Linked DNA regions of Sus scrofa: regions 1, 2, 3, 4, 5 and 6 are each linked to region 7. The links are chromatin contacts, called in public HiChIP or PLAC-seq and promoter capture Hi-C maps. All regions are on one chromosome and are shown on one strand. Each heading gives the region's core, a stretch centred on a gene start, on an enhancer-like site or on the middle of the called end of the contact. The rest is flanking DNA. Distances are from core to core; before and after follow the strand shown.

Region 1 (3,692 bases), core at 47-2,546, 390 kb before region 7:
GGGTGGCTGGGAGACCCTGGGGAGTCCCTAACCTCAGGATTCCCAGCTCTGTCAGTCCTTCTCGAAACAAGGAAATGCATATAAAGCTTTCAACAGGCCCTCAGGCTGAAACTGTGAGGTTTTTAGTTTTGTCCTGTTGTGCTGGCAGCAGCAGAGTGTCTGTGTTGGAGGGGGTGTCCAGCCACCTTGCACCCCAGAATCTCCAGCTAGCTGGCCCCCTGTACAGGAGCTCCCAGGCCATCAGTCTCAACGACCAGTGAGAGGGAAAATTAAGGAGGCCTGTGGCCAGTCTGGGGCTGCCCCTAACCTGCCAGTCCCTGCTCCAATGGGGCCAGCTTAGGGTCAGGCGTCACTAGGGCCACCTGCCAGCCCGCCAGCCGGGAGCTCTCGCCCCTCCCACGAAGGGCAATTCTCTTCCCTAGAAAGCGCTTCCATGGCCAGAGGGGACAAGCGCTCGCCTCTTGGAATGTCCCCACCCTTTGGGCCAGACAGGAGCACGCAGCCCTCCACTCATGGGAGCCCTGCGGCGGCAGATCTTGGCACCCTTCTCTTCTCACATCCTTCCTTCAGCCCTAGGGTCCACTGGGCAGCTCTGAGGGACCCCTGCAGCTCCGGGCCTCAGTTTCCTACTGAGATCCTCCGTCTAGGCCCCTCTTCCAAACCCTAGCCTTTCCTGGGATCGCGCTGTGTCCGACGAGGAGGGCTGTCGTTTTGCAGCCCCACGAGAGACCTCCGAGGAGACCGCGAGGCCCCGAGCTTCCGCGAAGCCAGTTATGGCAGCAGGCCCGGGGCGACAGGTTCCTGTGCACGGTGTGTGCAGATCCGGCGCACCGGCGGGGTATTTGGGATGCTCCCTGCGCCCTAACGGGCCCTGGCTCGTGGCCGGGCGGCAGGCGATCCCACAGCCCTCTGCTTCCTCTCGGCAACGCGTCCGGCCGCAGCGCCCTCATTGGCTGCGCGCCCCGAGGCCGGCCATTGGTCCGCCGTGCCTATTTTACATAGACCGCTCTGGGCCAATCGGCGCGCGGCGCCTACTTAACATGCACGCCTGCCGCCAGTCAGCGAGCGCGGGGGCCGGGCCACCACGTGCTGTTGCTAAGCTTGGGCTTCTAAATTGTTACTACCGCGGCGGGCCTATCGGAACCGAGCTTCGCATCTGTCAACATTCTCGGCCCGGCCCGAGGCGTTCGGCCGGCTCCTATTGGCCCCGACCCAGTCCGGTGCCCGCCCCCGGAGCCTGATCGCCGACTCCCATTGGTTGTGCCGGCCGCCGCTCGCCCTTATGTGTCAATTTGAGGGCCCGAAGCGGAGGGTGGCGGCCGAGCGCGCTAGGAGTCCGCGAGAGTCGGGGAAGTGGAGCCGCAGGGCGCGCGGGGCAGGCGGCGAGCGGAGCCGGCCGGAGCGGGCCGGGCAGCGGCCGCCGCCGTCCCGGAGCGCGCACGCGGGGTGGGCGGGAGGATGGAGCTGAATTCCCTGCTGATCCTGCTGGAGGCGGCCGAGTACCTGGAGCGCAGGGACCGAGGTAGCGCCTGCGCCCCTTTGTGCGCCGGGCCGCGGGCGGGCGGGCGGCGGCGGGGCCGGGACCCGGGCGGGGGCCAGCTGACCGCGCCGTCTGTCTGCAGAGGCCGAGCACGGGTACGCCTCGGTGCTGCCCTTCGATGGCGACTTTGCCAGGAAGAAAACAAAGGCGGCTGGCCTGGTGCGCAAGGCCCCGAACAACAGGTACTACCCCCCGCGCGGCGCCCCCAGGCCCGGGGCTTACGCCCCGGGAGCGCCCTCCCCCGGCCCGACCCCAGCCTGTAGCCCGGCCGCCGCCGCTGCACGCCCCGGCGGCCAGCCTGGAGGAGGAGGCATGCCCGGGCCGCGACAGCCCCTCCCGGCCGGCCCCGCCCGCGCCGTCGCCATCTTCCCGCGGGCCGCGCCTCCTCGGACTCTCGCGTAAACAGTGCCACGCGTACAGCGCCCGCCGCCCGGGGTCTCCTCCCGCAGTCGCTCCCCGCCCCCAAGTTGTTCTGTACTTTTCCTGGCAGGAAAAAAAGTTGTCAGGGGCGCTGGCGGATCCCCGGTGGGTTTAGGGAAACTGAGGTTTGGTGCAGGGCAGCGTGGGGCTGCTGGCCGCGACCTCTGCCCCCGCGGGCGGGTGGGCTGCACTGTCTCCAAGGACCGAGCCCCGCCACTGGACTGAGTCCTCCCACCCCAGGGACCTGCACAAAGAAGTGTGGAAGCCCTGCCCTGGGCCTTCAGCCCTCGCACGGTGCCCACCGCTCCTTCCCAAACTCCTGACACAAGTGAAACTCCAGCGACCCGTGCGGGGGGAGGGTGTCCCCTTCTTTGGGTCAGAAGGCCCTTTTTAAGGGGGCCGGAAGAGCTTGTGGGGCCACGTGCAGCAGCCTCTCCCAGTGCCAGAGACCCCTCTTCTTGCTCTGGCCTTGTACCCTGGCTGTAGGCGCCTGAACGTGGGGGTGCATATCCCTGGGTGGCAGTGAGGACCTTCCGGTAGGGTTTCTGTGGGATTACACTCTCCTGGCCGCTGTGGGGACCACGGCACACCTGGCACTGCCCAGGGGCCCACTTTGGCCCTGGACCATGTCACCAGGCTGGGAGCTGCCTTTCCAGGGGGCTTTGGGGCCCCTTGGCAGAGGGCGCGGCTCATTCCTGTGGCGTGCTCATTCTTGGGAAACAGAAAGGCTGGCTCAGGGACCCATCTCCTGTGACGTCCTGGCACCCTCGGCCTGGCAAGCAATTGATTGAGGCTCCATCTGCTCTGGCTGGACGTGCCTCTAAGTCCCAGCCCCTGGTCGCCTGTTGGGGACCGTTTGGTGGGGGACACCACTGCCTTAGGTGTCCGTGAGCGAGCCAGGCCCCTGCTGTTGGTTCTCACTGTGCCAAGCACCCTGCCACCCATGGAAAACTTGGGCCTGTGACCTTTTCCTCCTGTGGCATAGGGTACCCAGGGCCCATAGCTACCATCATAGCTGAGATTCTCATGCAAATGCTAATTAATATTCATCCAACCCCACGAAGGAGGTGGTATTTTTATCTCTATTTTAGGACCGAGGAAACTGAGGCATTGACAGATTGAACTACTTGCCTGGCCACCCTCTCACCTCTGGGTGGGATCCTGGCCTCGTACATTCTGCTGGGATGGAGACCCCAGGGCCCTGGGAGGGTCTCCCAGACCAGGGGGCACCTCCCCCTGCTTCTCTGGATAGAGCCCAGCTCCCCATGCTTCGGGCATATCCCGAGGCTCACAGGAGGCCCCACGTGGCTGTCCTGGCCCAGCGAGGCCTCAGCCAGCCCAGGGGCCAGGGCAGGGCAGGGCCCAGAGGACCCAGAGCTCTGGCTTGCCGGCCAGCTCCGCACCTCCAAGGCTTCTGTGTCCCCAGAAGGAGGGGGAAAGGGGTGGGCACAGCAGGGAGTAGGATGAAGTGTGGGTAGTGGGACAGAAGGGCAGCGTGTGTTGGGGAGACAGCAGCCACCATGTGGGTGCCAGGGCTACAGGAAGGGCCTTGGGGCAGGGGTGCAGCAGGAGGGGGTTGGAACCAGCCTGCCAGGGATGAGGTCCTGGAAGAGAGCTCCCACCTCAAGAGGTGGAGTGAGCAAGCTGTGATGCTGGAAACATAGCCCCGGCCAGGGAGCGCCTCTCCTCCCCAGGCCTCCATGCTCCTGGGACCCATGCGACACACTCCCCC
Region 2 (4,072 bases), core at 1-2,500, 490 kb before region 7:
CAAATAAATCGTGGTTTTAAGAATGCCATGAGCCCAAAGCTTTCATGCGTTTTGTTAACCACATACACCTTTAGTTAAAGAATGTTAGGTATCATAGTTTATTACTTATTAAAGCTTTGTTCTTAATATAGAATAGAATAGCTACTGTTGTTGACCTTTTAAGAAAAATACAGTGTGAAACTTTAAGTTTGTAATCTTGTAGGAAAATCTGAAGTTGAAAGGAACATGTTTTAACTGACCTTATTTTTTGTATCTCGGGTGGAGGGAACAAAAGGGCTTTAAATCAAATGTTAATGTTAAATCTTACACGAAATCTGATTGTGAAATGGTATAAAAACTGATGCTTTTCATTTAATAAATTGGGTCATCTGCAGCATGCAGCTGAGGAGTTGGCTCCAATTCTTTCCGCGCCGTTTGTAGCCCATCCTCTCCGTCGGCACTCCCTGGCTGCTGGGGCTGGACCTCGGCAAGAGGGGTCAGGGAGTCCAGAACCATCTGAGCACCTGGACCCTGGGCCAGTGATGACATGAGCAGCAGAGAATACATTCTTTATCCAGGGAGAGCTGCCTGCCTCTCAAGCATCCTAAATCTGCACGCACAGAACACCCGAAGTGGTGCTGAGGGGGGCGGGGGCCCCTTCCGACAGCCAGACCTCGGCAGCCTCGCTCGGCCTGTTTCTTTAGGCACCAGTGGGAGTTTGAAGTGAGACCACACACATGTTCTTAGCTTTTTGCCAGGCACATTAGAGGTTCTCAGAATTTGCTCCAAATTAGGGTACCGTTGGGGGAAGTAGTGAATGTAGGAGAATATCTGTTTTAAAAGCACCGTTTACTGTGACGATTGAAAAAAAAAAAAAAAGCACAGTTAACTTTAGTCAAAGAGTGGGAAGAAAACTCAAAAGGTGGTGAGCGAAAGCAAGAAGATGGGAAGCAAAGAAACGAGATCTTTCCTGAAGATCTAGGGAAGCTGCGGGTGCGAGAGCCGGTGCTGAGGAGGTGCGTTTTGCCCGCCCCCTCCCCCTTTCGGGTCCCTTTCCCCGCACCTGCTTGGGGGGATTCCGCGGGCGCTCCTGAATCTTGCTTCTCGCCGCCGCCCGCCGCAGCTGCCCGGACCGGCAGGCGCCGGGAGACGCGGCAATAGAAGTGGGTTCCCCTCTTCACTTTTCCGCTGGTATCTTGGCAACTCCCTGCGCAGGGGAGGTGCTGGGGTGCAGTTTAGGCATCGTCACCTAGCAACCGCTTCACGCTCCGGGGCCGTCGGCGGGAAGACTACCACCCCCAGAATGCACAGCGCCTGCGGCGAGACAGAGGTCGCCGCATCCAGGGCTCCGCCTCCCCGCAATACCGGTCGGGACTTGGAGTTCCCCACCTCGCAGGGCGCGCCGGGTCGCCTGCGGGGGAGCGCGCCTCGGGCGGGGCGGGGCGCGGCGCGGCGCAGAGCGCCGATTGGGCAACCTCGGCTGCTCGCGGCGGGTAGGGGGCTCGCGGCGCGTTGGCGCATGTGTGGCGCGGGCGGCGGTGGCGGGCAGAGGCACCGGGTGTCAGTGAGCTGCGAGCAGCCGGCGCCCGGGTGCCGTGTCCGTCAGCCTGTCCGCCCGCCTGCCCTTCGTGGTCTGCGGGTCCGCGCCACGCGCTGCCCTCGGAGCATCTCCTGGCAGCGCACCTGCAACGCGCCCCTGACCGCCGCCCTCCCGGCACCCCAGGTCTGCGCGGGACCCCGGCCCGGCCCTGCCCCGCGTCCGCCCAGCGCCGTAGCGGGGCCCGGGCGCAGCGCTGCGGAGGTCAGGGCCGCCGGGGCCGGGCCGGGCCGGCGCGGCGATGATGAACAGGTTCCGAAAGTGGCTGTACAAACCCAAGGTGAGACGCCCCGTCCCTCGCTGCCGAGGCAGACCTCCTTTGCTCGTCGGGATAGGCCTCTACGTGGTGCTGCCGATACCCCTTCCTCCACTTCAAGGTTTGCCCACACCGTCGCCCTCCTCCTTCGGCGGGTCCCCCCCCGCCGCCCGGTCCCAAACCGCCGTTTCTGCTCTTCCCTGCAGGCCGGGGTGCACTCCCTCCCCGCGCCTGCTGGCTGCCAGAAAGGCCCCTCTCCCTTCTCAGTCCGGTCCTGCGTGGTGCCCTGCTTGCGCCTCGTGGTCCCCGACCTGCAGCCCGAACAGACCCCCCTCCTTCAAACAGACTTCACCTGGGTCCCGGAAAGACCTTTCCATCTCCCGCCCTGCACCAGGGATGACTTCCAGGTTCCCCTTCCAACACCCTCCCCCCCCACAATTTTCCTCCCAACCTCGCTCCGCACTCCGGCACCGACCCTCTCCCACTTCCCCCAGGTTCTGGAGGAGACCCCCATGTCCTCTCTCCTAGGTTTGGAGACCTTCCCTGTGTCCAGAGCGGATCCGCATCCCACGGTCCCTGCCCTGCCTTCCCCAACCGGGACCGATCCGCACCTCGGCCCAGTTCGCGTCCCCATTCTTGTCCCGTGCCCACTCGCGTGCTCTCGAATCCAGGGCAGTCCACTGCCCGGCGGCGGGGTGAGCGCGTCCGGGGCTGCAGGCTCAGCGGGGCGGGAGGTGCGGTCCCCCGGCGCGGCGCCCCTCCCGCCCCTCCCGGGCGGTGGGGTCAGGGTCTGGGCAGCGCGCCCCGCGCCTCAGCAGCTGCGCCAGTCGCACTGCGGGCGCTGCGTCCCCGCGGTCCGCCTAGTTCGTGCCTGTTGAGGCCGGAGCTGGTTAGGGTGCGGTGCAGCGGTGCCCAGGAGCCGGGCGCAGGGTCCTGGGCACACCCTAGGCGTCCAGGGGTGCACGCTGGGGGCTGGGACCGTGTAGGGCGGGGGCGCTGGGGTCTTGGCGGGGGTCGGGGGGAGGGATGTCGCGGTCGGGTGGGTCCGGTGGTCACGTCCAGGTGCCTCGGACATCCAGACTCCGAGGCCGTAGTGTAGCTGACAACCCAAGGAACAACCCCTAGGCTGACCCTTCCTCTGGATCTGGCTTCTCTGCTCCCCTCCCCCACCAAGGTTGATCTTTGGGATGGGGCGCCCTGAAATCTGTGCTATCCTGGTGCCCCCATTCGGGGAGGGAGCAGGTCTGTTGGAAGACAGACACCCAAGGTCCTGGGGTGAGTTCAGGGACTGAAGTGCTTGTGCTTGGTTGCCTTTGGGGGCGGAGAGTTCTCTGAGTGTTGGTTGAGGGCTTAGGATGCCTGGGACCACCCCCTGCTTCACCCAGAGGGGATTCAGACTCTTTCTTGCCTGGCGCACCTGTGCAGCCCTGTCCCCCTCCCCCCATCTCCTTGTCCTGTGGCAGCTCCTTATTGGTGGTGTCTTGCTGTGACCCTGGTGCTTCCTGGCAGTACCTGTGGTTTGGGGCCCCTGCCTTCTGCCCAACCCTTCCCTTGCCTCGGTCCCCTCCAAGGTGGCTCTCAGTCCTGCCTGCTAGCACTGTGTAGGCTGCCAGGGGAAGGGGGCAGCCTGTGCACGGGCTGTCTGTACAAGGAGTGGCTTTTTGTTTGTGTGACTGCTGTCATCAGTTAGGGAAATGCCAGAACGCCTTGTCAGAAGGTCATTTTGGGGGTGAGCAGCAGCAGCAGCAGCGGGTTTTGGGTGATAAATGGCAAGAGCGAGCAGGTCATGGTAACATTCTGGTATCTCTGCGAACACATCTGTCGAGGGTCCTGGCGCACGGGGTACTTTTTCCAGATGTGGCTGAGGGAGAGGCCTTGTTTCCAGGATGGCCTGTGTTACATTGTTGGAAGGGAAGGAAAAGCCGTGCAGACTCTGTTTCATCTGCAGCCGAATGGTTTCTGAGGCCCAGCCTCTTTCAGCCTAGGGAACAAAATGCAAAGCATTAGGTTACTGCCTTTCAGATTGCACCCTGGGATTGAGAATCGTGTCCCCGATTTTCCTTCTCAGCAAGCAGCTGCACTTCCAAGCGGCTCTGAGGTCTGACCAGGGCAAAGTGGAGAGCTGGTGAGTCAGCCAGTCTGGCGACTTGGCCCAGCGCTGTGTGGCTCAGGAGAAGGAGGGGTAGTGGTGCCCCTGCCCCTCTCCTCTCCTTCCTGTGGTCTCTTGGCCTCTTGTCTGA
Region 3 (3,980 bases), core at 1,173-3,672, 360 kb after region 7:
GGAATAGTGGGAGGGCAGCGAGAAGCCGCCCACGTGTGCCAGCGGCACCTGCACAGAAAGCGCCACTGGACCCGCGAAGCACACGAAGCAGGTAGGAGGGGAGGATGGGGCTGTTCGCAGGGGCAGCTCGAGGTCACCCCGGGACGTGGAAGGCCGTGCACACGGCAGAGCCCTCCCCCACTTTGCTTGTTTTCTGAAGACCCGGAGTGGCCACCGCGCGACTCCAGCAGCCTGGGAGTCAGCAAGGCGCCGGCGGGACAACCACCCGTCGGTGCTGGCGGCTGGGGGAGGGGTAACACGGGAAGCGCACATGCTCTGACCCCGTCAAAACTGCAGCTCTTGTGTCAGCAAGTTCTTCTCTCCCAGTGAATGTGGACGAAGGGGGGAGGTCTGTGAGTTGGGGGCTGTGAAACCCAGGCACGAGGAAAATCGGACGGAGCCCAGGGACAGAGGCGGGCACCCCAGGGAAGAGACACCGAGGACAGCTGGCTGGGTGTGCGTGCGCGCCTGCCTGCAACCGCGCAACGGAGCGGGGCGGCCGGAGCCGAGGGGAAAGGACTGGCCCCTTTGTGGAGGGCGCGCCTCGGGGTGGCGGTGGGGGCGCAAGGGCTGGTTAACCCGCAGGACTGCCGAGGCATAGACCACGAAGGAGAAATTGCGTGGCCCCACGTGGCCCCGTGGGCTCCATCCCAGGAGGGGCTGGGTCGGGAGGACGGCACACCCCCTGCTGCTCCCACCCGCATCAAGTCTGCCGCTGCCGTGGTCCTTGGTCAGGGGCTCAGGGCCATGGGGACGGCAGTGGACGCCCGTCGCCAGGATCTGCGGATGTGCTGGGCTCTGCGGGAGTTTGGGGACTTTTCTCCTGGGGTGGCCTGAGCAGGGAGGCGGGCGCTCTCCTTGCGGCCTCGGGTATCCACTGGCCAGGCCCCTTCGCTGCTGCCCCCACCAGCTTTGGGCCCGGAGGAGGCAGGAAGAGGCATCAAGCCTGCATCTGCCAGAGCACCGGCCGCTTGGCCCCAGCTGCTCCGGGCCGGCGCCCAGCTGGCTTTGCAGGCTGGATTTTCCAGCAAAAAACAACATCAGGGAGAAGCACGGAGATGAGGCCAGCTGCAAGGCTCTTCCGGACTCCTGCCCCTGTGAAGAAAACCATCTGGTCCTCTGGGCCGGCGCCCAGCTCCCGGGAGCTCCCCCCCCACCAGGGACCCGCCTCCCGCTCCCCGGGACCAGCACCCGCCCCCCTGTCCCCGTAGCACCCCCCTGGCTGCCCCACGGGCCTCTCCCCTGGCCCATGGTGTCCAGGCCAGCCTGGGTCACGGCACGGAGCCCAGCAGCCCTGGTGGGGACGTGCCACCCCAGGCAGTGTCCCCGACCCTCTGCTCAGACCTGAAGCACCGAGGCCCAAGCGCCAGTACATCCCTGTCCCAGAGTCTCCTGCTGCCCCCAGGCCACCTCCAACAGCAGCTCGAGGGCTCCCTCACAGGATAAAAGATGGCTGGGGACGGCCTCCGAGAGGCCAAGAGAGGCAGAGGTGAGGGCGCACTGCCCAGCCTGAGAGCCTGGGGCCGTCGCATTCTGGGTCCCTCCCAGCCCTCCCCAGGGCGCAGCCCTGCGCATCGGCCTTGCCAGTGACCTTGGTAATGGCTGCGTGACTCCACCTGCAGATGAGTCACCCTTGGCTTACCCAGCCCCTCCGCCTGCGCTTGTCCTGTGGGTCCGTGTCCCCAGCGAACAGATCCGCAGGGCGGAAGAGTTAGTCCAAGATACGCGCCTGTGTCATCTGGGGACATGGTCCCCAACGGGCCAGTCGACACTCCCAGCCGCTAGGAGGGCACCACTTCCCCACAGCCGCACAGTCAGCAGGTTCCCAAACATCACGGGTCCTGTGGTTGAGGCCACAGGGAGAAATGGCCCCCCTGCTTGTGCTTGTTGCCCAGTACCAGTGAAACTGCCCACGGTCCGTGTCTTGCTGGCCTGGGCCTTGTCTTCATCTATTTTCTCTTTGGCACAGTATGGCCGGCCTTTTTCTCATTGGTTTGTAGGAGCTCTTTGTATATTAAGGAAATTAGACTTTACCTACAGCCTGTGTTGTACATCCAGTGTCCTCATTCGCCGTTTATTTGTTTACACACTTACTGACTTTGCACCTGGCGGTTGGTCTCAGGAGGGCCAGGGGCGTTTTGGCTGCTCAGACACTGTGTCCCTTCGCCCAGGTTTCCGTCTCCCACGCACACTGCCTCTAGGAGCCCACCCCAGCCAGATCCTGGGCCTAGGTTCAGATGAGACTCTCCCTGCCTGGGGCCAGGAGCGCAGGACGTTTGCCGGGGCGGGGCGGGGCAGGGGAGGCCAGGGCAGGGACCAGGCAGAGAGGCTGGGTTGCGCCTCAGGGGTCAGGAAGAAAGCACCGCCCGCCCCCCGCCCCCCCCCCCCCGAGGCCTCCCCAGGCAGGGCAGACTCCTCCTGCCACTCAGAAAGGCCAGGGTTTCCCTTGGGGGAAAGCGACCTCGGGTCAGCCGCCGGTTGGCGCTGGTGTGGTCTCCGGAGCCCAGAGCCCCTGCATCCTGGCCGTGGGGATGGGACAGAACCCCCTCCTTCCTGTCCTTGAGGGCAAAAGGCCCTGTCCTCTGCTAATGTCCCACTCCTGCCATGTATCTCTCTGGCCGTCCCAGGGGGTTCTGTCCCAGGGGGTCCTCCCCTCACACGCAGCCCTGCCCACCTGTCCTGGCCACTCTCCCCGGCCTGCTCCAGGAGGTAGCCCTTCCCAGCCCCTCCTCCTCCCGCTGCTGACCTCGGCGCATCCCGCAGAATGTGTGCAGTGCTGCACGGGGTTGCGGCCAGATGGAGGGCTGGTCCTGCACCCTTCCACCCAGACCCTGGGAAGAGGCGGGGCGGGGTCTGGGGGAGGCAGGGGCAGGCAGAGGAGGTGCCCGTGGTGGGGGCCAGGCCAGCCCTGGGGGCAGCGAGGCTGGGGATAGAGGACCCCCCTTCAGCCGGGCTCCAGCTCTGTGTCCCTGTCTGAGCAGCATGTGGTCACGGCCCCCAGGGCCGCACTGTCCCCGGGGGGCCTGGTAACCAGCTGGGAAGGCCCAGGGTAGCAGCCCAAGCGCAGGGCCAGGGGCCAGCTTTCCAGGGCAAGTGGTGAGTGTTCTGGCAAATGGGCGCCTGGACGTTGCCAAGGAAAAGGCTGCTCCTTGGTCCCGCGGAGACTGGCCTGGAGCCCATGGGGGAAAAGCCGCCCCAGGCTCCCTGGGCGGACGGGAGAAGACGGGGCAGGCTGGACGCCGCGTGGGAGCTCGGACGGCCCTGGAGCGACGGGGCCAGGCCTGCCGGAGCCACGCGTGGCCACTGGCTTTCTTTGCAATGGAATCCCCGCAGCCCCGGGACTCCTCCAGGGGAGCTGGGCGAGGGGCCCGTCCAGCCGTACCCACGGCCCTGGGCCCCCTCACCTCGCTGTTCCCAGGCCCCGTCGGGGGGCAGGGGGCAGGAACAGTGCAGTCTGTCCACCCAGTTGTGCCCGCAGCTCGCGGCCAGCAACACGGACCCTAGAGACCTTCACGTCCCCACTCTGTGACCCTCTCTCCCTAGCTGCCCCCTCACCTCCTTCCTCCCCTCCCCTGCCCTCCTCCTGGAGCACAGCCACGGAGCACTGGGGCCGTGAGGAGGGGCCGGGCGGGTGCCCCGCCTCAGCCACAATGACGGGTGTGCCCCCCCCCCCCCGGCCAGGAGCCCCAGAAAGAACCTGGACACACACAGACCCCGCTGCGACCTCGAGCAGGCTTGGGAATGACCCGAAACAGAAGCCACAGGCGAATTCAGAAGGGCGGCTGTTGAGAAACCAAAGCAGCTTCTGCTTGGAGGAGGGATGAGGGGAGCGCGCTGATGACAGCCGCCGTAGGTGGTCTCAGCTCAAACGTCGCGCTGGAGGAAGCGCACAACGTGACGGCGGGGGCGGGGGGGGCGAAGGGTGGCACCCCCGCCTCCCG
Region 4 (3,640 bases), core at 271-2,770, 370 kb before region 7:
TGGCGGCACATCCCCCTCCCCCGCCCCCATCAGTGGTGCCCAGGCTGGGCAAGGGAGTCTTCCCCGCCCAGGGGCTGCAACCTACCCGCCCAGCTTGCCTTGCCAATAGGACCATCTCCTCCCGCGTCCAGGCCCCTGGGGTCAGCCCAGGCACTGCTCTCTGAATTTTTCCTTTTGTGATGTTTGTTTTTCCAATCATTTTAGGCTTTAGTGTCTTGTTGAAGAGGCTTAGAAAAGTTAAACAAATGAAGAATAGGAAGATGAAGAATAGGAAGTACGTTCAAGATTAATGCATGACATCTGCCCCATAACTTTATCCTTTCCTTAAAAATAGTAAGGCGTTCCCTTGTGGCTCAGTGGGTTAAGAACCTGACTAGTATCCATGAGGATGGTGTTCAAACCCTGGCCTCGCTTAGTCAGTTAAGGATCCCACCTTGCGGTGAGCTGAAGCAGATCAGGCATTGCTGTGGCTGTGATGTAGGCTGGCAGCCGCAGCTCCCATTCAACCTCTAGCCTAGGAACTTCCATATGCCGCAGGTGCGGCCCTAAAGCCCTAAAAAACCAAAACAAAACACTAAGAAAAGTCATCCAGAGAGACTTCTGCCCTTCCAACATCACACCAGACCACACCAGACCCTGCCGTTATCTAATTAGCTACCTTAGGGTCATTTGATGCTGGGCGTGTGGGCACACGGACTGCAGAGAGGGCTAGGGCCCCAACCTTGCACATTTAGATGTTAATTTGTAGAAGACTGGGAAGTCAAAATGATTTTGGCCTGGTACAGATGCAAATGAATTCTGTCCAACACAAATGATAACCTCAAACGTCTGATTTCATTGGCCTGTAGGGCGGGCCGTCAACCAGATTTACCTCAAACTTGGCAATCTTATTTAAGAAGCACTGCTACTTTCACCGACTGCAGCATCTTCTGCTTGGAAAAAGTGATCCATCGTAAACAGAACGGCTCTGTTTATATGAGCTATAATTTCAACTTTTAAAAGTCAGATTTTGAAAATGAGATTGTCAGGTGAGAGTTCGGGAACGGAGTACTCTTGCAAAGTAGCATTCATCTTTCAAGACTGAAGCGAGTGGGTCTGCTCCGCGAGCTTGTCCACGCCTACTCCGGAGGGGAGGGCGGCCCAGGGGCCTGGGAGGACCGGAAGCAACGGCCACCCAGCCTGGGCTGCCCGGTCACGCGGCGGGCGGGGGGCAGGGCGTGCGCGCTCCCGACCCAGCGAGGGGGACCCTGAGAGCCCTCCACAGAGAGCGAGGACCCAGGGCGGGCTGCATGCAGGCGCACAGCCCCGCGAGACCCGACCGCTCCGCGAGGCTACCCCCAGACCCCTCCTCAACCCGACGCGCGTCCTGGTCCCGCCCCTGCGGCGGGAAGCCAATCAGCTCGCTTCCTGCTGGCAGGCGTCAGGACGGGGCCCGCCCCCCCAGGCCCCGCCTCTTCCGCCACTGCGCCTGCGCAGACCGCCTCCGGCGGCCCAGCCTCCCCTTCCGGCGCGCGCGCGCGCGGGCGGGAGCCGCGCTCCCGTGAGGCAGTGCGAGGCGCGGGGAGACTGGCAGTTGAAGCGAGCAGAGCCTCCTGAGGCGAGCGGCCCGGGCCTCGCGGTGCTCGCGAGCGGGCGGGGGGCTGTGGGAGCAGCGCCGGTCAGTGGTCTGCCTCTTCTGGGAGCCCCTGGGGACGTTTTTCAGGCGCGCGAGTGTGTGCCCGCGCGGTGTAGTCGCGGTCCTCAGGGCGAGCGGCCGCGTCCGGGGCGGAGTGAGGGGCGGAGGGCGCGGCGGGAGACTGGGGGCTCCGGGGCTGGCTGGGGGCGCCGGCAGGGGGGCCGGGGGCCCGGCGGGGCTCCCGGGGGGGGGCTCTAGCGGGCGGGGGACGCCGGGGCGGGGGGCGCGGCCTGGGGTCCGGCCTGGCCCCGAGGCGCTGCTGGGACGCCCCAGCCGGCCCGTCACCCGCTGGGGTTCGTGCAGTTTGTCTTCGAGGCCGACTCTGAGGTTTGAGGACGGTTGTTTTCTCGGCACGCGTGCAGGTCGTCGCTGAACCACACAGGGTCACAGAGGGCCGCAGAGGAGTCAGTGCGACCCTCGTCTGTACCTCATGTACCTCGTGTCCCGTCACTCAGTCCGACTCCGGGACTTTCCCCTTGTTGAAAGTAACATGCCTGGAATACCGTTACTTGATGACTGCTCGGTCCTTTGGTGCGTCTCAAGCCGGAGTGGTTCTTAAACCTGATTTTCTCTGCACCAGGTCGATTGTGTCTGGACTTGGGTTCTGTCTCGAAGGTGGATGCTGATTGAGTCATTGAGGTAAATATTTAGCTGACTCTCAAAAATCCTATGTTTATTTACATTTTCTCAAGAAGGACAGAGAAAAGAGGCTCCTTTGCTGCATGATGGCTTGGACATGTTTAGATTCGTTTATTTTAAATTAAAAACTGAACCCTTACACTATAAAATATAGCGGGGGTTTTTTTGTTTGTTTTTTAGGGCCACTCCAGCGGCATGTAGAAGGACGTTCCCAGGCTAAGGGTGGAATCACAGCTGCAGCTGCCGGCCTAGGCCACAGCCACACCAGGTCCAAGCCATGTCTGCGACCTACACCACAGCTCACAATGCTGGATCCTTAACCCGTTGAGTGAGGCCAGGGGACGAACCCGTATCTTCATGGCTACTAGTTGGGTTCTTAACCTGCTGAGCCCAAATGGGAAGTTTAATGTATTTTAAACCATGTTATCTTTGGAAAAAAATTATGGTTAATTAAGTTTTCCTTACTGTTGTAGTGTTCTAAGTAATATTCTCATTGTTTCTCTTTATCAGGTTTTTCTGCTACAACTATCTGTGGGATAGATGGTTCCCAAATACCTTGTGATATTTATCTGTATCATTCTTTTAAAGATATAGTTGCCTTATTTGGGTCTAATACTTGTTTTTTTTTCCCTCTAGGAGGAATTATTATAGATTCTAAAAATACTTTTCTCCCTTCCCTGTGGACTTAACATTAGTTTTGTATGTATTTGGATTTATTTTATGAATATCAATACCATAAAGCCTTATCACTTATAAAAGAAATTGGGTAGTTAAACCATGAGTTGTGGAAAAGAGTTTGTGGAAACATTAAAAAAAATAGATTACCCCAAAGCTGATATTCTTAATGGGGAAGATTTTGACTGGTTGTTTGAGACTGCTGAAAATGAATCATTTTTGAAGTGGTTTTGTGGGAATGTGAGTGAACAGAATGTGTTGTCTGAAGAGGAACTGGAAGCTTTTAACATTCTTCAAAAATCAGGCAAGCCCATCCTAGAAGGAGCAGCATTGGATGAAGTTCTTAAAACCTGTAAAGCTTCTGATTTGAAGACACCTACCCTGAATGACAAAGAGCTAGAGAAATTAGAGAATGAGGTTCAAACTCTGCAGAAATTAAAGAGCCTGAAAATTCAGCGACGTAACAAATGCCAGGTGATGGCTTCAGTAACTAGCCACAAATCCCTGAGGCTAAATGCTAAAGAAGAAGAAGCCAATAAAAAGCTGAAGCAGAGTCAAGGAATTCTAAATGCTATGAATACTAAGATCAGTAATGAACTTCATGCTCTTACTGATGGAGTTGCAAAATTAATGATGTTCTTCAGACATTCT
Region 5 (3,920 bases), core at 651-3,150, 460 kb after region 7:
CCGCTGGGTGGCGGGGGCGGGCGCAGAGCCTCAGAGCACTGGTGGACAGGGCAAGGACAATCCTGAGTGGCCAAACATCCGAAGGGCCGGCCCGGCCGCAGGTCCCGCCTGGCTGAGGGCGGCCAGCACCGAACATGGCGGTGGGATCTGCGGGCACGCATCGCCCCAGCCCATCTGCAGAGGCCGGCCCTTGCTGGGGCCGGTGCAGGCGCCAGGGCCTCCCTTGCACTGCGGGTGTGTGAGCCCACGTCCAGGTCCTGGTGTGGCACACGCAAAAAGAAACAACGCAGCTTCAAGTAGGTGGTCTCAGGGTCTGCCTTAAGACAGGCCTCCAGCCCTACGCCATGTGCTGCGAACTCGGCCCCAGAGTCCCACCCTGTCCCTTCCTGGAGACAGGTAGGCCTAGGGCCCAGGGCTGGTTTATGAGTCCCAGATGCCAAGAATGTCCCCACTGTCCCACACCCAACCCTTACCACTATGGGGGTCTCCACAGGTTCCCAGGGGCCTAATTGGGTCGACAGTGGCCCAGCAGCCCATCCCCCAAGAATCCACCATAAGCAGCTGCCCTCAGCTGCAGGGGTGTGTGTGTGTGTATGCGTGTGTCCTGAGGGGAACTGGGGCCAGAGCCCACCCTGCCAGCAAGAAAGGGGCCCCACAGACAAGCTGAGAGTCAGAGGGAACCCGTGGGTGAGCTGGGGGTACCTCATGGGTGACATGAGGATACTCTATAGGTGAGGGGGGCCCACAGGTGAGCTGCGGTGCCCCACAGGTGAGCCAGGGCGCCACAATAGGAGAGGCGGGCTCAGAGGTAAGCTGCAGTGCCCCATGGGTGAGTGGGGGGCCGCATCAGTGAACTAGAGAGCCCTGCGGGTGAGGGGTGCCCCATGGGTGAACTGGGGTGCCTCGAAAGTAAGGGGTGACCTGCGGGTAGACGGGGGTGGTGGGGGGCCGCGTGGGTGAGCTAGGGCGCCCCGTGGGTGAGGGGTCGGTCAGAAGGAGCCAACAGGGGCGGGGCGCAGGCACGCGCGCCAGGCGGGCACTGGGGCAGGGTTCAGGGCCGGAGGGAAAGGGGCGGCGCTGGCGGAGGCCGGGGCGCCGGGCTGGGCGCCAGCACTCACCTCGGGCGGCGGCGGCCGGCGGGAGGGCCCCCAGCAGCAGCAGCGGCGGCAGCAGCAGCAGCACCAACACCGGGCTCGGCGTCATCTCGGCCAGCGCGGACCTGGGAGGTATTCAAAGGTCGGTCAGTGGCGCAGGAGTGGGGATCGCCACCTCCCCCAGACTAGGGCCCAGGAGCTGCCAGCACCCCAGCCCTGGGCCGCGCGGATCGGGGTGCCGGCCGCCCCGCCTTCCCTGCCGCGCTCCGGGCGAAGGAAGCGGCGGCGGGGGAACCGTGGGTATCAAAGGCAGACAAAGGGTTTACACTAATTACCGACCTCCCCCGCCCCCCCCCAAACACCGTCTGGATTCCTGGCGCTTGTAACTTGGGCCCTGCCCTCGGGACACACAACACCGGCGGCCCCGAAGATAATCGCCTGCGCCATTAGCGGACAAATTTGCGCTGGGGGGGCCCACGTGGGGTGCAGGGCGGGGCGGGGCGCAGGCAGGACTTCGGGCCCGACTGGAGCGACGGCGGCGCGTGCCGGTGCAGGCAGCAAACCCCCCCACCCTCGACCGCAGAGCTGGGACCGGGACGCTCTCGGCCCCCGCCCCCGCCCCCGGCCCCAGCCCCTGGCTCTCTCGAATCGTTCCTCCCACTCTGCCCCAGGGATCGCGGGCGCGCTCAGAGGGGCTCACCTCGGCAGGGCTCGCGGGCGGCGAGGCTCAGGGCCGGGCCCGCGGGGCGCGCTGCGCGGACATCGCCGCCCCGGGCGCCGCACCCCGCCGCCCCGCGCCCCCGGGCCCGGCCTCGGGACGGGGCGGCGCTACCTGGGCGCAGGCGGCTCGGGCCCGGGCCGGGGCGGGGGCCAGGGCCGGGGCGGGGGTCGGGGGCGGGGCGGACGGCGGGGTGGGTCCTGGGGCCGGGGCCGGGGTCCCGGGGCGGCGGGGCGAGGGGCCCGGGGCGCCGCGCCGCGAGGCGTCCTTCCCTGCGGGGCTTTGTCAACTCTCCCGGAGCGAGCGCCGAGCCCGCCGCGCGCCCCGCCCCGACACAACTTCCCGCCAATCGACACGCCGTGGGCGCCCCGCCCCGCCCCTCTTCCCGCCCCTAGCCCCTCCCCGAGCCCAAACTTTCCTCCAATCCCTGCGCGCGCCCGCCCCGCCCGCCTGGCTCCAGGCCTTAACCCTCTCGGTGCAGGCGGCCAGCGGGCGGGGCGGCTCCCCGGGGTGCGGCTCCGCCCCCGCCCCGCCCCGCCCGGCTCCGGCCCAGCCACGCCCCTGCGCAGCCCGTCACGCCCCAGGCCGGACCCGGGCCCCGCCTCCACTAGGTTCCCACCCGTCCCCGCCCAATACGCCCCGCCCCCTCATTGTCAACCGCCCTGCCCTGGCCCAGCCCCGCCTCGCGCACCTCCAGATCCCGCAACACCTGCCTCACACCTGCACCTGTTCGCGCCCGCGTCAGAGCCCCCAAGCTCAGGCCACGAAACCCCCCCGCACTTCCGAAGCTGGCTCTGATCGAGCTCCGGCTGTGCGGTCAGGGCCCTGAGGTCTGAGCCCCGGGTTGTCGTGTGGGAGCAGAGGGGAGATCTAAGATGCCTCTGCTCCGGCCCCAAGTGACTCCAGGGAAGGCCAGTCTCGGGTGGTGTGAGGCACAGAGGTCCTGCCCCGACGCCCTGGCTTACCTGATCCCCTTGACCACGAGCAGGTACGTTCCCTCCGCTCATCCCACCAGACGGCCATGGCAACCCAAAGACATTAATACCCGTTAAAGATAGAGAAGACCCGGAGTTCCCGTCCTAGCTCAGCGGTTAATGAACCCGACTAGCATCCGTGAGGACTCCGGTTCGATCCCTGGCCTTGCTCAGTGGGATTAAAGGGTCCAGCATCACCGTGACCTATGGTGTAGGTCGCAGACGTGATTCGGAGCTGGCGTTGCTGTGGCTGTGGTGTAGGCCCGCGGCTAGAGCTCCGATGAGACCCCTATATGATGCAGGTGCGGCCCTCAAAAGACCAAAAAAAAAAAAAAAAAAAAAAGAGAAGGCCGCATACACTGCCACCTTTTATCCTCACAGCCAGGTAGGTGTCTTGCTGTTGCTTGTGCAGATGAAACGCAGGCACAGAGGAGGCAGGCATTTACCCAGGATTTCCCAGCCAGCACTTGGCATGTCTAGGGTTGGAGCCACTGCACTGCAGAGTCCAGCACTCCTGTGGATCTTTCTCCACACTGCCCTTTCCTTTATTTTGTTTGTTTGTTTGTTTGTTTTTGTCTGAGGCATGTGGAGGTTTCCAGGCTAGGGGTCTGGAACTCCGCCCTTTCCTTTCTTTCTCAGCAATGCACGCACACAATGGCTACCACTCCGCACCTACTTCCATTCCTCAGGGTGTCTCCGACTCCCCGCACCCCCATCCTCTCTGGGCTGAATGGGTGGGCCAGGCTCCGCCCCCTCCCCAGCTTCCCCTTCACTGTCAATTGGCTGGAAGTGAGGCTCATCGTTTTATTTTATTTTATTTTTTTGCTTTTTAGGGCCCTACCCGTGGCACATGGAGGTTCCCAGGCTAGGGGCCTAATCGGAGCTACAGCTGCCGGGTACACCACAGCCCCAGAAATGCAGGGTCTGAGCTGCATCGGCGACCTACACCACAGCTCATGGTAATGCAGGATCTTTAACCCACTGAGCGAGGCCAGGGATCGAACCCGCAGCCTCATGATTCCTCGTCAGATTCATTTCCGCTGCGCCACAATAGGAACTCTGAGGCCCATCATTTTAAAACGCATCACCGACTTCTGCCTCTCTAGGGCCCTCAACCCCAAACCCGCCACCCCT
Region 6 (3,963 bases), core at 1,328-3,827, 480 kb after region 7:
GACCCACCCAGGATCCAGCATGCCACTCACCCAGCAGGGCCAGCAGCCCCATGGCCGTGAGCACCGGCTTGCGCAGCAGCTGCACGTGTGGTGGGCGCGTGTTGTTGACCTGGAAGCGTGCGGTGAGCGTGCGCTGGGAGAAGGGGTGCGGGTGGTAACTCAGGAAGGCATTGTCGTTGCTCAGCAGCGTGTAGCGGATGGAGGAGCTGGTGTTGGCCACCAGCAGGTTCTGGTGCTGCGCGATGACCTGTCAGGTGGCCGGGACGGTCACTGCCAGGGCCGCCTGCCTGCCGCCCCCACCCGGGAGGAAGGCTGCTCCCTGGGGGCAGGCGCACCTTCACAACCATGGCTGCGTAGGTCACATCGGCCCTCCAGGGCTGTGGCAGAGACCAGCCCACCAGCGGGTCAGCCTCGTCGTTGTAAATGGGGGTGTCCGTGAACTTGGGGAAGAGCCGCTGTATCTGCTGCATCACCGCCACCTCCTGCTCCAGGATGTAGATGGAGCTGCCCGCGCCCTGCACCGCGGCCCAACCCACACAGGCCTGAGACCACCGCTAAGGGGCGGCAGGACTGCAGGCAGCAGGTGGGGACTGCAGGTCTGCCGCAGGCAGGGGAACCTGTGCTGGTGTTGGGTTAGGGGCTGGGGCGGCCAGAAGGCGGGAATCCTGGGCCATACCTTCTTATGGAGGGCGATGAAGTCTAGCCGCACGCCCACCTCCCCGGTGAAGAAATTGGTTCCGTTGTGACAGTGCGCCAGGAGGCCCCAGCACAATGGGGAGCGTGGTGGGTCATGGAAGGAGTCGCCAGGACCACCCAGGCGCAGAGCTGGGCTGGCAGCTCGCAGACCCTCGGAGCAGGCGTCGTAGTAGTTCAAGAAGCCTGGGTGGGAGGGACACAGAGTCCTCACCCCCCAGGTCAGAGGGCCACTGCCCCCCTCTCTCAGCTCCCGCAGGACCCCGGGAAGCCTGCCCACCTTGCAAGGTCATGGACACGTTGTCAAAGTCGTGGTGGTCCGGCTCGTTCCACGTCTCAAAATTCCACTTGGAAACGTGCTTGAGTCCGTACCTACCTGCAGAGAGTCCCTGCTGTGGCAAGAGGGGCCCTCCCCTGGGGCAGGGACACGAGTGCATCCCGAACCCCGGGGAGGGCACCCGCGGTGGGCGGTTTGGATGCGATGGCGGTGTCACTGGGAGCTCCCCCCCCGCCCCCATCAGAAGGCCTTGGCTCAGGGGGCTCATGACAAGAAGACCGGGAGATGGCCTGGGTGGTGCAGAAGGAAAGCCTGCCCAGAAGCGCCCCCATCCCCAAAGGGCATGGGCCCCACCCACCAACGTATCTCCTAGCCAGGAGCGAGACCAGGTTCCTCCACTCGAACACCTGCTGCTTGTCCTCAAAGTCCGTGAAGTGTCCAGAGGGGCTGCCCATCAGCTCAAAGCCTGCAGCACACGAAGGTGGCTGTCCCACTGCTCACCTGCCTGGCTCCCCCAGGCCAGCACCGAGGCAGGACCTGACTGGGCAACCAGGAGGACCCGGAAAGGCCAGGCCAGTGGGAGACGGTGGGGTCAGTGGTTCACCTGGGAGGAGCTGGTTCTCCCTGAGAAGGTCCAGGTATCGATCCAAGTGGGTGAAATTGTAGCTCAGTCCCTGTCCAGCTGACCTCCTGTAGAAGGACACTCAGTGTCAAGGTTGGGGGACGTGGGCCTGGGCCTGGAGCTGTGGCCACATTCAAGCAGCTAGGGAGCTTGCAAGGTGCCATTCGGGACTAGGCTCCAGGCTAAATAGGCCCCTCTCCTTGGCACACATCAACTATGTAAGCCTATTAGTCACTCACAGCCTAGTATGAACTCATGTGCCTGCACTGGAATCCCACCCTCAAGTCTTTGGGGGCTCAGAACAACCTGGGGCCTGGGAGTGGGACAAGAGGATGGAGACGGGGAGAACAAGGCGTCCTAAAGACAGCTGACGGAGAAGCGCAAGGCTGGAGGAGAACCTGGTGGGACTCTGTGGGCCCACATTCTGTTTCTCTGCACCTCCCGGAGGCCAGGGCCCCACATTTGGTTCGGCAGTACCTGGTCCCCCTGCTGCACTCTGAGAGACACCATGGGAGCAGGAGCGGGGCAAGGACAGCCTCCCCCCTGCACGCACTCCTCACATAGAAATGAACGTGTGACAACCAGGCCGCGGACAGGAGCCACGGGCCTGGGGCGGAAGAGGGCGCGAGTCGAGGGAAGGGAGGTCACCTGGTGCCTTGGGGCCACGTGAGAAGGGAGCCTGACTTGGGGCGAAACGGGGAGTCCTTTCAGAGATCCACACAGAGCAGGAAGTACCACAGCTTTTTTGTTTGTGTGTGGGTTTTGTTTTTTGTCTTTTAGCCTTTTCTAGGGCCGCTCCCGCGGCATATGCAGGTTCCCAGGCTAGGGGTCGAATTGTAGCTGTAGCCACCGGCCTACGCCAGAGCCACAGCAACTCGGGATCTGAGCCGCGTCTGCGACCCACACCACAGCTCACGGCAACACCAGATCGTTAACCCACTGAGCAAGGCCAGGGATCGAACCCGCAACCTCATGGTTCCTAGTCAGATTCGTTAACCACTGCGCCACGGCGGGAACTCCTGTTTGTGTGTTTTTAAGACATTATTGTTACAATTATTATGTTATTACTTTGCCATAATTTCCTCAGCTAGAGATTGAATCTAAGCTGCAGCTGGGACCTCTGCATAGCTACGGCAACACGAAATCCTTTATTTTATTTATTTAATTTTTTTTTGTCTTTTTAGGGCTGCATTGGTGGCATGTGGAAGTTCCCAAGCTAGGGGTCAAATTGGAGCTACAGCCGCTGGCCTACACCACAGCTCACAGCAATGCTGGATCCTTAACCCACTGAGCGAGGCCAGGGATCGAACTTGCGTCCTCATGGATACTAGTCAGATTCGTTTCCGCTGAGCCATAACAGGAACTCCCACACGAGATCCTTTAACCCACTGTGCCGGGCCAGGGATTGAACCCGCATATCCACAGCAGCCCGAGATGCTAAAGTCAGGTTCTTAACCCACTGCGCCACAGTGAGAACTCCAAGATTCAATTTTTTTTTTTTTTTTAGAGTGGTTTTGGGTTCACAGCAAAACTGAGGAGGTACAGAAGCTCCCCGCCCCCGCCACCGGCCTCCTCTCCACAAGCACAGTCTCCCCCGTGATCAACAGCCCAGAGCGGGATGCTTCTTACAACTGATAAACCTACGCCGACATCTTAGTCACCCCAAATCCACAGTTTACATTAAGGTTCACCTGGTGCTATACATTTTGGGGTTTGGAAAGACACATGATCTACCACCAAGATCATACAGTGTTTTCTTGGACCTAAAAACCCTATGCTCAGAGTTCCCTTGTGGCTCAGCAGGTTAAGGATCCCATGTTGTCACTGCTGTGGCTCTGGTTACTGCAGTAGCGCAGGTTCAAGCCCTGGCTCAGGAACTCCCACATGCTCTGGCTAAAAAGGATATTCATGCTCCCCCCACCCCACCAAACCCCTGATTTTTTTTACTGTCGCCATGGTTTTGTCTTTGCCATGATGTTTTGAAAGGATCCCTTTGTGGTCAGTTGCAGCAAGAGCAGGGAGCTGGAAGATGGCCCCCCGGGGACCTGGAAGAAGGGTCCCCCATCAGAAGGCCTTGGCTCAGGGGGTTCATGACAAGAAGACCAGGAGGTGGCCTGGGTGGAGCAGAAGGAAAACCTAGATGCTGTCTGCAGAGGCATCGAGAGGGAGCTGGGGCGGACGGGTTTACAAGTGGGAGGGACGGTGATGGACTGGAGGGGAGCTGGGACCGGGGGTTCAGCACAGCCTCTCCGACTAGGTTTCACTTTGGCGGAGGCCGGGAGGGATAAGCCGATGGAAGCTGGGTCTCAGGTTTGTCCACGTAGGGTGGACGCCCAAGGCTGGAGCCGGGTGAGGAAGCTGGTGCTCAGCG
Region 7 (3,563 bases), core at 776-3,275:
GGACATTTCATGCCCAGAGACAAACAAAAACCAAGGCCAAGTTGTCGGCAAGGGCACAACAGAGGAGTGGAGTGTGAGGTTTAAACTTCCCCCGTTTCGCAATTCGCTTTCCAGGAAGAAACGACTTCCAACTCCCACACAAACTTGGAGCAGAGACCAGGAGGAACCAGCTCGGACGTTTTCCTGCGGAGTCCGCCGGAGAGGTTACCGATTGCGGGTTGCCAAACAGCGCCAACACTTACCTCTCTTTCCGGGCCCGGCCTTGATGAGAGCTTTCTAGTCCAACGGTGTCCCCTAGAGCTGAAGAAGCGTCCAGCTTGCTGCCCATGCTGGGACTTAAGATCCGGTGAGTCTGTGGATCCCGCAGAGGTGTCTGAAAAGTCACCTGTCGGGGAGACAGGAAGGCACTCGTCCAATAACTCACACCTTCCCCCACCACACTAGAAGCCACCGGGCCCCGCCCGGCCAGCTGGCTAAGGCCCCGGGAAAGCAGGCCCCGGGACTGCACGTGTGACCCCCAGGAGATCTGCGGGGCTCACCTTCGTGGCTTTGGCTGTGCTCTTGGGCGGCACATTTTCTTTCTGGGACAGCCGGAGGACAGATGATCTTCCGGTAAGTTCCAGTGGTGAAAACAGGAAGTCGCAATTTTCTGTACTTCTGTCACCAGTGACATTTTCATCACTGAAGACGTGCAGACTCATTCTGGGAAAGCAGAGAGTTGTGAGTCAAGAGGAGGGCGGGGACACCCTGTTGTCTAGACGCACATATGTGAAGACAAGCGAGCTGACCCCACGGTGCCGCAGGGTGGACGTCCCCTTCCTGCACGGGCGTGTGTGTGTGTGTGTGAGACACCGCAGGCAGCATGTCCTCTGCCAGAGCGTGTCCTTATCCCGTTCTGGGGGGAGCTGCCCCTCCCGGGAGAAAGAGCTAGGAGGGCTCTCAGCCCACAGGGCAAGAAGGAAGAACAGGTCCTCGAAATAACTGGAACTTTGTGGGTAAAAGTTGGGAGACAGATAAGGGCTGATCTGTGACAAAACTGGCAGAGGCCTTGGCACTGGGGCTGGAGCAGGCAGCCGAGATGGAGGAGGGCAGAAAAGCAGAAGGGCAGGGCAGCTGGCTCTCTGCCCACCGACGGGGGCGCCAGGAGGGCCAAGGCTCAGAGGAGGAGCAGGGATGGTAACAAGCGGCACGTGCAGGATCACCTGTGGGGAGTTGAGGTGCTTCTACACCAGGGTCTGGAGACTAGAAACACACCAGGGGCCTCCGGTCGGGTCCACGAGGTTCTAGAATAGTCCTACTCCTCCTTCCCAAATTCATCATGGTCACCTACCCGGCATTCCCAACTTAGGAGTCACCAGAAAACTGGGCAGCACAGGTACCTGCTGGGGGTGGGGGCCCCGGGGACCTCAGCTGCAAGAGCAAAACGGCTGGGGCCTAAGGAACACGGGTGCCCTGGAACGAGGTGAGGTCAGGGGGATGAGCCGCCTGGAGGGTGTGGGGTTGGGTGCTGCGTGTGGAGCAGGGAGCGGGAGGAGGGAAGCAGGGAGCCAGAGGCTCTTGTCTGTGGCCAGGGGGGAGCGGTCAGCCCTGGCTTGGCCAGCAGGCCCACACGCGGCGTGGGGAGGTGGGAAAGGGAAGCCTAAGTCAAGGGGGACTACTGGGTTTGGCCTGGGGGACGGGGTGAAACGGGGAGGGGCCGGAGGGCCCTGGGCCACAGGAGGGAGACTTAGAGCACCCTTTCTGTGGGATCCCTTCACCTGGGGAAGGTGGGGGTGCGACAATGGCAGCCTCTACGGGTTTGGCTCCTACTAATGACGGGGGGCCAGGGAGGCGGCTCCTGAGCAGAAGGGGCGAGGCCAGCGCGGAGGAGGACTGGCGTCGAGGGCCTGCCGGCAGGCTCTTGAGAATCAGCGCTGGAGCCCAGGTTTCTGCTGCAGGTGCCGCGGGGTCGGTGATGACTCACAGGTGGGGCTGCGCCGGGAGGAGGGGCCGGGCAGCAAGGCGGAGGCTGGTCAGGGGCGGAGTGCCAGTGCGGGTCACCGCCACAGGGGGCCGGGGGCTGGGCGAGGTCACCGGGGAGAGGGAAGACCGGTGCGACCGGCCGGAGGGTCCTCGTGGAGGGCGATATAGGGGCCACTAGGCGTCCTCGGGAGGCAGGGCCGAGAGCCCACCGGCTCCGCTGCCAGCTGCGGCCGGGCCGGCTGGATGAGTGCGGGCGAGATGGGACCCCGGGGAAGGGGGCGCCCCGAGGTGGGGGGGGCGAGGAGAGCCGACTGTGGGCACCGCGGCGCCGCGGGAGGAGTCAGAGATCCGTGTCCAGGCCGCCACTGCGACAGGCTAAGGCCCGAGGACAGGCCAGAAGAGGCAGGAACGGAGCCCCGAGCCCGGACCCGGTCGCCGTCTTACCTGCCGGCCGCTGCGCGGAACCGAAGGAGCGGGAGGCGCCGTGTCCGGGAGCCCGGCTGCCCGCCGCCGATTCAAATATCGACGGTTGGCGCGTACGGCCAATCAGCGCGTGGCCGGGGCGGGACACAGGGCGTCGAAGGCCAATGGGAGGCTGCGCCCAAGAGGCGGCTTCCGCTTCCGGGCGAGGCGGCACGCTAGGCAGGGCGGCCCCTGGAATTCTCGGTAGCCCAGGCTCGTCCAGCAGACGAAGGTGAAACGCGGCTCGAGAGCGGGCGGTGAGTGCGGGGCCCGCCGTCGCCCAGGAATCTCGGGCTCTGCGCAGACGCGCCTGGGCTGCGCGGAAAGGCCCAGGGCCTGAGAGCTGCTCGCCCGAGTCTGTATTCCCAGCTGTGGAATGGAGCCAAGTTCAGCGCCGCCCTCAGGGCGGGTCGTGGGGAGGCTCCAAACCCTCGCGAGGACTGCCGCGGCGGCTCAGGACGTCTGGCCGCGAGCGGGGTCCTGGAACTTCATTTCCCAGAGCGCCCCGCGAGCGGCCTGAGGGTGGGGACTACACGTCCCAGGGCGCCCCGCGCGGCCCCGGCGCCTACCGGACGCGGACGCTGAGGCCTGTTTTGCGCCCCGGGGCGGGGGGCCTCGCCCGGACGGCTTCCCGGCGGCTACGGCGGCGCGATGGACAGCCCCGAGGTCACCTTCACGCTGGCCTACCTGGTGTTCGCCGTATGCTTCGTGTTCACCCCCACCGAGTTCCACTCGGCCGGGCTCACGGTGCAGAACCTGCTGTCGGGCTGGCTGGGCAGCGAGGACGCCGCCTTCGTGCCCTACCACCTGCGCCGCACGGCCGCCACGCTGCTGTGCCACTCGCTGCTGCCGCTCGGTGAGCTCGCGGGGCGCGCGGCGGAGCTGGGGGCGGGGGGGGGGCGCTGGAGGCCCATCTCCCGGACCCCAGGGGGGAAGAGACGGGGGAGCGCGCGCGGGCCGCAGAGCCGAGGCCGTGGGCTAAGCGCCCCGTGCGAGGAGGAGGGTGCTGGTCGCAGCTGCCTCTTGCGGGCAGCAGAACCCTGGGGGAGAGGATGCTCTGGTCACTGGGGCAGGTGGGGAGCTGTCACCTAGGGGCAGCTCCCAGGAAAGGGGCATGATGCCAACAGAGGTGGCCGGCC

What was found. Promoter capture Hi-C pulls out the DNA fragments that hold promoters and counts their contacts. HiChIP or PLAC-seq counts read pairs in DNA pulled down with a chosen protein or histone mark.
Region 1: a contact with region 7 is called in an H3K27ac HiChIP or PLAC-seq map of alveolar macrophages. The contact joins the promoter of MXD4 here to the promoter of TMEM129 in region 7. A contact is called at or near these places in 1 of 47 Hi-C or Micro-C datasets (liver) and 1 of 2 datasets of contacts at active chromatin or transcription factors (alveolar macrophages).
Region 2: a contact with region 7 is called in a promoter capture Hi-C map of fetal liver, with 2.7 times the contacts expected there. The contact joins the promoter of CFAP99 here to the promoter of TMEM129 in region 7. A contact is called at or near these places in 1 of 5 promoter capture datasets (fetal liver) and 1 of 2 datasets of contacts at active chromatin or transcription factors (alveolar macrophages).
Region 3: a contact with region 7 is called in an H3K27ac HiChIP or PLAC-seq map of alveolar macrophages. The contact joins the promoter of LOC110262036 here to the promoter of TMEM129 in region 7.
Region 4: an H3K27ac HiChIP or PLAC-seq map of alveolar macrophages shows a contact between it and region 7. The contact joins the promoter of HAUS3 here to the promoter of TMEM129 in region 7. A contact is called at or near these places in 1 of 5 promoter capture datasets (fetal skeletal muscle), 1 of 47 Hi-C or Micro-C datasets (embryonic fibroblasts) and 1 of 2 datasets of contacts at active chromatin or transcription factors (alveolar macrophages).
Region 5: a contact with region 7 is called in an H3K27ac HiChIP or PLAC-seq map of alveolar macrophages. The contact joins the promoter of FGFRL1 here to the promoter of TMEM129 in region 7. A contact is called at or near these places in 1 of 5 promoter capture datasets (liver) and 1 of 2 datasets of contacts at active chromatin or transcription factors (alveolar macrophages).
Region 6: an H3K27ac HiChIP or PLAC-seq map of alveolar macrophages shows a contact between it and region 7. The contact joins the promoter of SLC26A1 here to the promoter of TMEM129 in region 7. A contact is called at or near these places in 1 of 5 promoter capture datasets (fetal skeletal muscle) and 1 of 2 datasets of contacts at active chromatin or transcription factors (alveolar macrophages).

The regions. Positions count from the first base shown.
Region 1 is chr8:1,214,411-1,218,102 of Sscrofa11.1, reverse strand. It overlaps MXD4 (max dimerization protein 4), which reads left to right and starts at 1,296. Exons shown (of 6, transcript XM_003482330.3): 1 at 1,296-1,522; 2 at 1,623-1,722. The coding sequence starts at 1,459.
Region 2 is chr8:1,310,267-1,314,338 of Sscrofa11.1, reverse strand. CFAP99 (cilia- and flagella-associated protein 99) reads right to left here and starts at 1,250. Exons shown (of 16, transcript XM_021100933.1): 1 at 1,043-1,250. It overlaps ZFYVE28 (lateral signaling target protein 2 homolog), which reads left to right and starts at 1,402. Exons shown (of 12, transcript XM_021100929.1): 1 at 1,402-1,856. The coding sequence starts at 1,818.
Region 3 is chr8:469,056-473,035 of Sscrofa11.1, reverse strand. LOC110262036 reads right to left here and starts at 2,422. Exons shown (of 3, transcript XM_021100876.1): 1 at 1,384-2,422; 2 at 1-1,134. The coding sequence starts at 1,614. The coding sequence ends at 325. It overlaps LOC110262037 (a long non-coding RNA gene), which reads left to right. Exons shown (of 4, transcript XR_002346518.1): 1 at 1-91.
Region 4 is chr8:1,196,397-1,200,036 of Sscrofa11.1, reverse strand. It overlaps HAUS3 (HAUS augmin-like complex subunit 3), which reads left to right and starts at 1,520. Exons shown (of 6, transcript XM_021100924.1): 1 at 1,520-1,657; 2 at 2,256-2,314; 3 at 2,951-3,640. The coding sequence starts at 3,092. It overlaps POLN (DNA polymerase nu), which reads left to right and starts at 1,499. Exons shown (of 26, transcript XM_021100921.1): 1 at 1,499-1,597; 2 at 2,256-2,314.
Region 5 is chr8:363,347-367,266 of Sscrofa11.1, reverse strand. It overlaps FGFRL1 (fibroblast growth factor receptor-like 1), which reads right to left and starts at 1,900. Exons shown (of 7, transcript XM_021100856.1): 1 at 1,795-1,900; 2 at 1,115-1,219. The coding sequence starts at 1,203. LOC110262031 (a long non-coding RNA gene) reads left to right here and starts at 1,110. Exons shown (of 3, transcript XR_002346510.1): 1 at 1,110-1,236.
Region 6 is chr8:344,569-348,531 of Sscrofa11.1, reverse strand. It overlaps SLC26A1 (sulfate anion transporter 1), which reads left to right and starts at 2,577. Exons shown (of 3, transcript XM_021100851.1): 1 at 2,577-3,963. It overlaps IDUA (alpha-L-iduronidase), which reads right to left. Exons shown (of 14, transcript XM_021100852.1): 3 at 1,575-1,660; 4 at 1,329-1,436; 5 at 974-1,069; 6 at 677-879; 7 at 336-515; 8 at 31-247.
Region 7 is chr8:824,695-828,257 of Sscrofa11.1, reverse strand. It overlaps TMEM129 (E3 ubiquitin-protein ligase TM129), which reads left to right and starts at 2,025. Exons shown (of 4, transcript XM_003128802.4): 1 at 2,025-3,280. The coding sequence starts at 3,076. It overlaps TACC3 (transforming acidic coiled-coil-containing protein 3), which reads right to left and starts at 2,825. Exons shown (of 16, transcript XM_003128804.5): 1 at 2,407-2,825; 2 at 540-702; 3 at 243-385. The coding sequence starts at 701.